3 separate regions of the Mus musculus genome follow, and all the other regions are linked to region 2. A link is a contact called in public Hi-C and HiCAR-type data. All regions are on one chromosome and are shown on one strand. Each heading gives the region's core, a stretch centred on a gene start, on an enhancer-like site or on the middle of the called end of the contact. The rest is flanking DNA. Distances are from core to core; before and after follow the strand shown. Region 1 has its middle 110 kb from the start of Trpc4. Region 2 holds the start of Trpc4 (transient receptor potential cation channel, subfamily C, member 4). Region 3 overlaps Trpc4 (transient receptor potential cation channel, subfamily C, member 4).

Evidence for each region. A called contact is a pair of places that touch in the nucleus more often than the background predicts. HiCAR-type assays count read pairs that join an accessible place to other places.
Region 1: a HiCAR-type map of PVALB interneurons shows a contact between it and region 2, with 4 times the contacts expected there. The contact joins the enhancer-like site here to the promoter of Trpc4 in region 2. A contact is called at or near these places in 1 of 39 promoter capture datasets (hippocampal neurons), 2 of 484 Hi-C or Micro-C datasets (cerebral cortex and embryonic stem cells), 3 of 115 datasets of contacts at active chromatin or transcription factors (PVALB interneurons, large pre-B cells and neural progenitor cells) and 2 of 9 other capture datasets (adipose tissue and embryonic stem cells).
Region 3: a contact with region 2 is called in a Hi-C map of uterus, with 3 times the contacts expected there. The contact joins the enhancer-like site here to the promoter of Trpc4 in region 2. A contact is called at or near these places in 1 of 39 promoter capture datasets (hippocampal neurons), 8 of 484 Hi-C or Micro-C datasets (cerebral cortex, cortical neurons and uterus), 1 of 115 datasets of contacts at active chromatin or transcription factors (neural progenitor cells) and 2 of 9 other capture datasets (adipose tissue and liver).

What each region holds. Positions count from the first base shown.
Region 1 is chr3:54,039,238-54,042,907 of GRCm38.p6, forward strand. No RefSeq gene overlaps it. Among named protein-coding and RNA genes, the nearest start is that of Trpc4, 110 kb to the right of the region's middle. Within about 2 kb of position 1,849, at least 1 of the 459 cell types and tissues checked has an H3K27ac peak or open chromatin away from gene starts, as enhancers often do. A contact at or near this core is called in PVALB interneurons, where this site is marked.
Region 2 is chr3:54,153,888-54,157,504 of GRCm38.p6, forward strand. It overlaps Trpc4 (transient receptor potential cation channel, subfamily C, member 4), which reads left to right and starts at 2,170. Exons shown (of 11, transcript NM_016984.3): 1 at 2,170-2,372.
Region 3 is chr3:54,244,944-54,248,813 of GRCm38.p6, forward strand. All of the region lies in intron 3 of Trpc4 (transient receptor potential cation channel, subfamily C, member 4), which reads left to right. Among named protein-coding and RNA genes, the nearest start is that of Trpc4, 91 kb to the left of the region's middle. Within about 2 kb of position 1,563, at least 25 of the 459 cell types and tissues checked have an H3K27ac peak or open chromatin away from gene starts, as enhancers often do. A contact at or near this core is called in adipose tissue and uterus, where this site is marked.

The DNA of each region.
Region 1 (3,670 bases), core at 599-3,098, 110 kb before region 2:
GAGGGAAAGGGTCAAAAGCAAACACACAAACAAATGGGGTACGAAGAAGACACATGGAAACTTACTATCTTCTAACCAAATTAAAAATACAATTTATTTTAAGAAGAGTTTAAAAGACTGGGAAAAACTGTTCCTAGAAGGCATGCATGTTTAACCCCCACCCGCATTGCCAGCAGTGAGATATCTCATTATGAATTGTAGGTCTGGGAGGCTCCAGAGGCCAATAAAAAAGAACCAAAAAAAATGGACTCTCGTTCGCCCACCAGAACTAGATGATAAAACCCCACATCCTAGGTGAAGACATGGCATACTTTGGTTGCATAATACAGCAAAATCAAACAGTGTCCTCCCTGGTGCCTAACTTTCAGTCTTGGGATGTGCTATTCAGTCTATGGGGGGAGAAAAGTCATCAATAATTTTATCAAGCTGTGAACCTGCCAGACAGGATGTTCCCACTGCTACATTAGTGCTGCTACTGTCATGGGGGTAAACAACTGCTCTCTGGCTGGGTTTATTCCTTCCCCTCAGAAGAGAACCATGGTTGGTGCTCTCTTAACAATTATGGATGACTCTACCAGATGTGTACAAGAATGGGCCCGTCAGCCTCCAGGCATGGCTAGAGTAAGGGCTAAGAGGATCTTATCCAATATTGCTGAACTATTCCCAATAACAAGTTCAGGGAATTGGGGTGTCATTGCCTTCAGTTGTGTACCTGTTGGTGACCCCAAAAACCTCCAATGGAGAGTTCAGCCCTATAATCACAAAGATGATTCCTGTTAAGTTAAACATGGCATACAAACAAACCCAACAATCATGACCCCAAGAGATGGACTGATGGAGAAGGGAATGCTGGTAGGGATGGAAGGGAGAGAGATGGACTGATGGAAAAGGGGGGTGCTGATAAGAAAGAGAGCAGAGAGAAAGTGGGTAATGAGAGTAATAAGAACTCACTATATATACATGTATGAAACTGTCAGAAAAATAACTGAATAAAAACTAAAATTTACAAATATATTTTAGATGATTGCCATATTTCAAAGTGTGCCAAACAAAGAACAATAGTGTTACAAGTAAAACTTCATACTTTAAAATATTTTATGGAAAAGGATTACCATATTAATAAAGCAAGTAATTTATTCTTAGTAAAAAAATCAAATATGGCAAATGTTGTGTTTCTATGTCTGCATCTTTTCTGAAATTGGGCAAGAATTCAGGCTTGATGAAGTTCACTCTCAACATATACATAAAACTACTGTTAATCCTTCATGCATGCCCCACAGGAATGATGTCTCTTTCTTGTAGGGAGGTTACATTGGTTTTCAGTGAAGTGCAGATGGTTGACATTTGGAACACCTTGGAATCGTCTTCTAGAAGAGCAATCTTCTCTAATGTGGACTCTGATAGGACAGTTGGCTTTCTGCAAAGAGCCACCAAGGTGAGAAGATAACAATTTTGATGGCCATAAAGGGTTCTTCCCATGGCAGGAGATTGATGATTTTTATTATCTGCAAATTTGGAGCATGATATTATGCACATGGGCAGTAAAGACTCTTTAAGTTAAGAGAATGTGAAAAGTGAGTTACTTGATAGCACCACAGTAAGGCAAATGCAGCAGGTTGACACTGCTCCCAGGTTTCATGTCTGGATCCTTCACAACACTGCCAATCCTCTGCAGAATTCAGTGCTTTTCAATCTTGCTGCCATCACAGTGAAATAGTTGGGTGCTTTTCAGAAAATGTTAACTAATGTTTGATGTTTTCTTTTTTTAAAAGCATGAGTGCATAGCATGATTGGACTGGAGAAAGCCAGCCTTGCAGAAGACTGAAGACTGTATTAGAGAAAAAAAAAGGTGGGGGTTGATCAGGAGAAGGATGGGGCGGTAAGATATAATTAGTAAAACCTCAGCAAGATTGCCAGGGGTAAAGATAGAAAGTGGAAAGAACAAATCAAGAATAATGATGCGATTTAATCAGCATGGATGGAAATTGATTGGACGTTGGGAAAGAAGCAAAAGTTTACCCATCTGGAACTTGGAGTTTGGCTCACAAGGATTGAAGACCTTCAGTTGGCAAACATATCACATGGGATTTGAAGATGGCTTGCTCTATTCTGTTTGTTGTTATTAGCTGAAACATTAAACATTCTGTTTGGCCATTTTGGTTTTATGACCCGAGATGGTGAGAGGTGTTTCTAAACAAAGCCTCAATCCATGTGGAGTCAAAGGAAGGAAAGAGAAGAGAAGAGAGACAGACAGACAGACAGACAGACAGAGGACAGACAACAGATACAGGAGAAGAGAGAATACAATGAGGATTAAAAGTGGAATATACTTTCTTCTTTTTCCCTTTTTTTTTTTTTTTTTTACATACTGCCAATCAATTCATTCTCAGTCCAATCTCTATATCTATAGTATAGGGATGAAGGGCCAAGGAGAGCAGTGCCTGTGCAGACCCCAGGGAATATTGACTGTGATGATTGCTATTCCTCCCTATGCCTACCTGGTGGATGGACAAAGTATGAAAGCTGTATTCAGTGGAGACTTTGTGGCTTTCCCCAGAACTCATTCTCTCTTTTACCTTGGAGTAAAAACAGACATCTCACTTTCAACATGATCTAAATGCTTTTATATCAGATCTGACACTTGGAATTGAAATGCTTAGAATGTGTGGCTAAGATATTGTATAGCCACAAGATTCCAAACTGGAACACATATGCCTGAACGAAGTGAAATGTTAACCTGGGTGCCAGCCCAAATTATACAGCTAACCAAGTGTGATGGCCATTCTCTGTTGTCAACTTGTCTACATCTTGACTTAAATAAAACTGAAAGAGAGAAGGCATACCTATGAGGGATTTTTGCTCAATTTAAAGTAGGAAGATCCACTTTTAATCCAGATCTTTGGGTAGGAAGACAAATCTTTAATCTGTACTTTGAGGTAGGAAGACATCTTTAATCTGGGCTATACCTTCTGCTTCTGGAAGGCTATATAAGAACATGAAAGAAGGAGTCACTTGCTCTTTGTCTATTTGTTCTCTCATTGCTAGCAAGTCTATTCCTTTACTGGCACCAAAGCCTACCTCTCCAGGATTTCAGCATCTACTTAAGACCAGCTGGGGCATCTAGCCTCCTAGACTGAACAACTTCTGGATTCTTGGCCATAGAAATTCTTGGATTTCTATTCATAGTCAACCATTGTTAGGTTAGCTGAACCATAGCCTATAAGTCATTCTAATAAATCATATATATATGAGAGAGAGAGTCATTCTGTAAAGTTCTGTTACTCTAGAGAACCCTGACTAATACACTAAGGAATTGAATAGAACAATATTTTATAGAAAAATAAAACAAGATAAATCATGATTATGTCATTTCAACAAAATTCTTTCCCAGAGGAGTGAAGCCTGAGGCTCAGTGATCTGTGCTCTGAAGGTAGTACTAAGACCCCCCATGAAATCATGGCAGTGACTTCCTCGGTAAGTATGGTTTTTAAGTCTATATGTGGTCAAAGCCATGCCTCAAACAGTTTTTAAGAGATGACTTGCTCAACCATAAGAGGACAATGCCAAGCACAGTAACAACAGCAGCTGAAGAACACAGATTAATTTCTTATAACTGAAGCTTATTGTGACACAGGGCATTCTGAGATAACCAGCAGCCATGCAGTATAAA
Region 2 (3,617 bases), core at 920-3,419:
CGGCAATCCAGACTTGCACACGCTGCTGCTGAGGAGGGTTTGTGGTCCATTGCTCTTCCTTCCAAGGGAACACAGGCTGCTAGGAGCAAACGCCGATGATGCTGGTGTGCGTTTTGTGGTCCTCAAGGTTTTGCTTTTGCTTTCCTTTTTTTTTTTTTTTTTTTTTCTATTTTGTTTTTATTGTGGACTCACATCCACCTTTCTTATGGGAAGAATAACAAATTAGGGAAGACTAGAAAAAATATCTGTCTCTGATATCATGATAAAAAATGGTATCTGCTATGAAGAAGTAAGAGCCCTAAGAGAGCTGTGTGGATGATCTCAAGTGTTGAGTTCCTTTTCAAGCATCCTTAAACCTGTCTTAAGGACCTACACTCATGACAGCCTGTATTTTAGCAGAAACACTTCTTCAACCAATGTCTGCTCCAGGTTTGGTTTTTATACATTTACTGATCATTAAGAAAAACAGGTTTTGTGAAATTTTTTTTTAAAGAAGTAGTTTCAGTTGTACCACGCCAAACAGATGTCGATGTGTGTTTTTCTTCTTTTCTTCTTCAGTAGAAAGTAGGTTTAGATTTATTGTAAAGTTCATCTCCATGTCTACCGAGTGATGTGTTTTGCATATTTTATAAAATCCAGTGTTTAATGCTAAGACAAGAAAACTACCTTTGAAAGATGTTGACACACATTTATGGAGATCTGTAGAGGGATTCGGGGTAGGGATGGAGTTCTTCTGTTGCTCATCCAGTTTTCTGGTACAGGTTTGTTTGGTGTACTGTAAAGGCCTCGGTATTTTGTGGGACGGACTGTGGGCTGTGCTCTCTCAAAATCACTCTAGGGGTCATGCTGACCTATGAGAGGAGCAGTTAGCTCAGGAGAAAGAAAACTTGACAACTACAAACAGCATTTTGAAAAGAACAACAAAACAAAACCTTCACTCCAAAGAGTACACTCCAAAGTCAACAAAGCCTCCTTACTCTGCAATTACCCTTAAAAAACAAAAACAAAAAAACGAAACGGAAAAAAAAAAAAACCCACCTCACTCATCTGACGTTCAGAAACGCAGAGTGAGCCTGAGTCTATTAAATCTTGCTGCTGGGATGCTTACAGGCGATGGGGGGAGCTCACAACCGCCTGTGCTCTGAAAAAGAAACCCGAGAAGTGAAGGTAGGAGGGGGCTGAAGCCTTTTGGCAAACGCACTGCTAAGTTTGTCCCTTGGTCTTGAGATCACGAACAATAAAGGTGTGGCAAGTTACATGAACTTTTCCACCTCTGTACTTGGATCTTATTTTTGTGTATGAATACTACACCAAGAGATAAGCTGTATCTGGAAGCTCAAGATTAGAGTTAGAGATGCTGAGTCCGGTGGCAGACACCGTCGTTCACCAACATGCCCACCTGCAGCCACCAGGACCTCCAGCTCCTACGCTGGCCCATAATTTGGGATTAAATACGTGGGAATCTTGATTGCCAGTTGTTTAGAGGGAGCCAGGTAGGAGTGGATGGGATGCTGGGGGCTTATCATTTATTTATTGCCACTGTCTGGATTGTTGATGGTAGTGGCAAGCACATCCCTGCACTAGCAAGGCAAGTGTGACACCTTGAGGACAGGGAAGGGGGTGCCAGGAGTCCAGGGCGGCTACAAGAGTTGCCAGGGCTGGGTAGGGGGAGAGACAATTTGTTCCAATCCTTTGACCAGCTGCTTAGTATGGTTGGAGCAGGGCTTTCCAGGGTTGGGTTCGGTTGACAAGTGAAGTTTTGCATTTCTCCTGGGCTACACCAAGCCCTGATCTGTGTATGCCAAACACCCAAGACCTCCGGGTCTGTCCTGACCACCACTTAGCTGAGTGACAAGCAGACATATGGCGAGCCACCCTGCTTGCTGACTGACCTGGAGAGATGCTCCCGGGTGGCGCGTTGAGGTGTTTGTGGGTCCTTTATACCCGCTCCTAGGGAGGTGCGTGGGATGCGCATCCATTCGGGCAGACCCAGGATGGGTGGGGGCGGTCCTCCAGGCTGCTCTTTGGCCACCTTGGGAACGCAACTTTTCCGGGGGTATAGGTGGGGAGAGCATCAGTGCCTGGTGGGCGAGGCTGTCGTCCTGGGCACCCCGCCCCCTCCTGGGCTGCCCCTCCCCCGCGCCCCTGCTCTGGCTCTCCAGCATCCTCACTCCGCCCAGTTCTGTGCCAGCTGCGTGGGCTCTGGTTTCGTGCGGGTTTTTTTCCCCCTTGGAATGCTCCAAAAAACTCGGTAGCGACTACGGAAACCCCATCGGAACTGACCAGCTGCGCTAGCACCAGGCACAGCACTGGTGCTGCGCGCTCGCCGAGCCCACCTCGGTCACTTCAACCACCAGATTGCAACTTTGCGGGTAAGAGAGGGTGCAGGCTCCGCGCTCCAGACGCGGGCCTCACATCTGGGATACTGATTAAGTTTCCTAAGCCGACTGGGAAGCAGGCTCCCTGCTAGGAGGCGGGTATCCCTGGGGGCTTACGCGAGTCACCAGGGTGCAGCAGCTTTTTAAGGTTCTTCTTCTTTTTAAAAAGGTTGCTTTTTTAAGGTTCGGGGAAAGATTTTCGCGAAGCTTTCTTTGGATGACCTGGGATAAGGGGGAGTTTGGGGGTGCTTCCAGGCTCTCTCTGTATCGCGTTGTGAGGCAGGGGTGAGGACGAAGAGCGAACCCCCGGTGTGATTTACATGGTAAACAAAGGATCAGCCCTTATCCCCGCGGTGCTGGGGAGCTCGGTGCTTGTGTACAACCTCCCGTGCGCGTTTGGACGTTTGGAGAGGATGGAAATGACATGGTCCTTGGGCACGTAAGGTGAGCTCTATGACTCTCCAACGAGCTGAGGGCACGAAGGGAGGACAGCGACCGCTGTTCAGTGGGTTCATTCCCCTCTGCGTCATTTTCCTCTGTCAAGCAGCAAAAGCACTTTTAAGCTTGTGGTTGGACCAGGTTTGGGGGTTCCTAGTTCGCTTGGCAACTGAGATTCCAGCTGAACCAGTGACTCTGCTTGCTACTTGAGTAGATAGCTTGAATCCATGGCGCAACTTGTTGTTTCCAGCTGCGAACTGCCTTTTGTGACTCCAGAGAGAGACAGAGAAAGATAGAGACATGAGGGTGGAGGTGAGCTGGGCAGAGGGACCAAAGACCATGTGTCCAGTGTTCTCCAGCCACTGTGGTGTATCCCTGCCCACTGCGGTTTTTCCCAGGGGAGCATTATCATTAAATACCGCTGGCTGCTATAAAAGGTTATCAAGTTACTTACGGAGGGAGTAAGCTACTAAGCCAAACGAGTGGGAAGAGAGAGAAAACGCTGTCACTGTGCCTTTAAAATGAAATCTTCGAACAGATTTGTAAAACTGTGATAAAATAAACCACCGAGGTTCATAGGCTCGCTGGCTTTTCTCTCGTAGTCATCACAATGCAAAGTACTTAAAAATTCTTTAGGAAGAATAAAAGATTTAGCAGAGGATTTTTTTTTAAAGACTCAGACACCGAGAGTAGGAGTTGGCGGTTATGTTAACGGTGTTACGATTTGCTATTTAAAGTTATATTTGTAACGCCTACTTCTGTTCATCTGGACAGTAAACCAGGAAACATCCAGCTCTTAAG
Region 3 (3,870 bases), core at 313-2,812, 90 kb after region 2:
TGAGCCACTGGGCCTGCCTGGTTCATACATTACTTTCATTTTCTTTACAAAATACCAAGTGAACCTCAGAGGGCTGGTGGCAAACATGTTTTTTCTTTCTTTGGAGGGACTGTGCTGGCTGATGAGAACACGAGGTGTTTGACAGTGATTTCTGAGACTCATAAAATAAGAGAAAGAAAAGAAAAATGCTGTTGGTAAAAGTGCCCGGGCTTTGCAACTGAGTACCTAGTTTTTATTTCCTCCCTCAGAGCTTGTGAAATCAGTATTGTTTGTCTTAGGCCTTTTATTATCTATGAGTCATGTGACTCATGCAGCTAGCTCTTGCTAAGTTGAGACTATATCTGTGTGACTCTGACCTCATCTGGGGTCAATGTCAATCCTATCTTCCTATAGCACATCAATGATGTCCCCATCAGCAGTACATTCCATAGGCAGACAACATCTGATGCTTCTAGTTTTGTGTCCATAGTAAGCCCAACCGGGCTCAATGGGCATCATTTTCCTGACTGTAAATTCCAAGACATGACAAGTTCTGTAGTAGTTTCCACCTGTAACCTCTAAGGGAAGTGTCTTAGTTGGGGTTTTACTACTGTGAACAGACACCATGACCGAGTCAACTCTCATAAGGACAGCATTCAGTTAGGTCTGGCTTACAAGTTCAGTCTATTATCATCATAGCAGGAAAGTAGTGTCCTGGAAGGCATGGAGCAAGAGTTGCTGAGAGTTCTACATCTTCATCTGAAGGCTGCTAGCAGAATACTGGCTTCCAGGCAGCTAGGATGAAGGTCTTAAAAGCCCACACCCACAGTGACAAACCTACTTCAACAAGGCCACACCTGATTCAACAGGGCCATACCTTCCAATAGTGTCATCCCCTGGATTGTGCATGTAGAAACCATCACAGGAGAGACCATTTGGTGATTCTCTCGTGGATTTTCATTTGAGAACATCCCTGTGCTTGGAACACCCAGCTCAGGTATCTTCAGGGTTAGAAGCAGATTTCTTGGGTTTCTTTCTCTTTCAGGAAATGAAAGTGGATGAAGAATCTGTAAGGTGTTTGTAAATCTGAGAGCCCAGTTTTTTGAGATATTTGCTAATAAGGCCACATCTTGTGGCTTCCCTCCTGACTCAGGAATGAATTCATCATGAGATGCCCCTTCCAGGCTACAAAAACCCATTTGGCAGAACCTCTCTTAGACTCAACCAATGACACAACACGCTGGAGGCAGAACAGAACAGACAGCCTTTCTTCCCTATAGCTAGCAGCTAGCTCATCTTAACAAAATGGAAAGCAGACTGAATCCCTGCCCACCAACTGAGACAGAACCACTGGCTAACAACAGAAACTGTTGACTGAGTGTTTATTGGGTGAATGACAATGTAAATGCGTGTGGTCTGGCTTTATTTCTTAGGGTAAGCTGTCTCTAAAGAGCATCCTAACACAGAAGGCTGTCACCAGACACTCAGTTCTTAAGTTTTACAGATCCCACATCTCTTATTCTCCTAGCTCAACCAAGGAGTTAGGTTCCTGCAGTATGCAGCACTGGGGGTGGAGGAAAAGATACCAGGGCTATTAAAAGAAAGTGCCTACTCTGTCCTTCCTTGGAAGGAAGGAAGAGCAGCCAGGGAAATGGGCACACTTACTATCTTTTGGAATGAGCTGTTCATCAACACCGAACTTCCTCTCTGTGTTCAGAACTAAGCTGCCTACACACAGACTCATTTTGAAATTCCACAAGACAGTCATCATCCTCTGGATTGTGAAACCCTTGCACTGTGCTGTAAAATGAAGGAGCTACTCGTTCCTAGGATGGTTGTGTACTTGATGTACAGTCTGTCCACCCTGAGGAGTGCTCTAAGTTCATAAAATACACACATTATTTCAAAATCTCAGAACAAAAAGGAGAAGAGAGAGAAGGGGAGAAGGTCAAATATTTATACCCTAAAATAAATAAACAAATAAAATCTACCATTTAATTCCACTAGTCTTGTTCTCCTTTGAGATATTGGTGTTTAAGTCAAGTGCTGACAGTCTCACTGGGAGGCAGAGGCTGGAGAGTTGTGAGTTCAAAGCCATCTTGTGCTATATTGTGAGCCTTGTCTCAAACAGAGTAAATTTATTAATGAATTAATTAACTGTCTAAAACAAGAATAATGTCAATGGCCCAAAATATGTTTCTTGAAGCGTCAAGGTTCTGTGCTGAGGCAATCAAATATAAGTATTTTATTAGGAAAAGTAATAAAGCTAACATTTTGAGGCTCAGTACATGGAAAGAAAGGCAGGAAGTTACTCTGTAATTCTCTCAAATCATGTGACTCTTTAAGTGTGCTTTTTCACATTTTACAGAGATACTCACACCTTGAACCAGGCACAGAACTTGAAGAGTTCTACATCTTCATCTGAAGGATGCTAGCAGAATACTGGCTTCCAGGCAGCTAAGAGGAGGGTCTTAAAGCCCACACCCACAGTGACACACCTATTCTAACAAGACCGACCATACCTACTCCAACAGGGCCACACCTTTTAATAGTGTCACTCCCTGGGCTGAACATATACAAACCATCACAGTACCAAAAGCTAATCACCTCTTAGCTGATGGGTGTTTCAAATCCTCAAGTAAAAAATGAATCTGTCTTAACACTCAGCCTTTTGAGGTCAATCCTGCCCTACCTTGCTCTGAACCACCTCAACTATGATTCCTTCCCCCATCTGTGTCTGGTACTTTGTTCCCTTATACCACCCTACACTGGAAACATTTCTCCAGGTACAGGAGGACATATCTTCTTTGAGACGATTAGCGTGTGTAGACATGGTGGGAGCTTGCTGTGGTAAAAATATAGTGAGACTACTACCTCAGCGATGTGAAGCCACAAAGAATGTGTTTGCTGTGTGCTATGTGAACGACCCTCCTTCAACCTGCCGAGGCAGTGTGCTTGAATTGTTGTTTACCTGAATAAAAGAAAAAGAAGAGTTCTTTTGCCTCTTGCAGGACTGCTGTCATTTTCACTTTCAATTAATGGATACACAGTTTCTGGGAGTTAGGGCTTTTAACTAGCATGTGTAATGTAGTTTCTTAACTCCTAGGATGAGGTATGAAAACCTTGCCATGGTGTTTGAATCACCTTAGGATCAAGTAATGAGGTATCCAAAAGACATCGGGACTATAGATAATAGTGTTACTGAATCTGAGAGAAGGGCAATGTTCTATCTTCAGCTTTAAACAGGTTTGTGTGTGTGTGTGTGTGGTAATGTAAACTTATCCTAACAAGAACATAGGCAAATATTTTGACTGCACCTCTCATCTGTATGATACACCAAACCCTGCATTGTAAATGTTTGGAGGGGTGAGATAGTCACTAATAGTTGGCAATAATGCATCCGTGTGACAGGAAACAGGGAGGTTCTGCTTGCTCTCAAGTGGACTTTTCACTGCCCGAGAATTTGGCAAGAAATGCTGGGCCTCTCTGACCCCCCTCTGGATTTTCCTCTCCTTCCACCAAATGTCCAGATGTGAGGAGAGAGCGAGTCTGTGCATTTGCAGTCCCCTCCAGTGCTACCAAGATTACACTGACTGCTGAGCTGTGAAAGCCCTTTTTAGGCGTTTTGTTTTGATTTGTTTTGTTTTGTTTTGTTTTGTTTTGTTTTGTTTTGTTTTGTTTTGTTTTGTTTTGAAGAGACAGAGTTGTATGTTGAAAGGAGTGGATGCTGGCATGAATTATAGGGACAGGCTGTCTTTTCTCACTTCCTCTTTCCCATTAGCAATAGTCAGAGTCTGAGATAGCTGGACACGAAAGCTTAGCTTGTGGAATCACAATTTGTTCGACTCTGAAACCTAGATCGGGGACATTTACACATGGGTGTAATTTCTT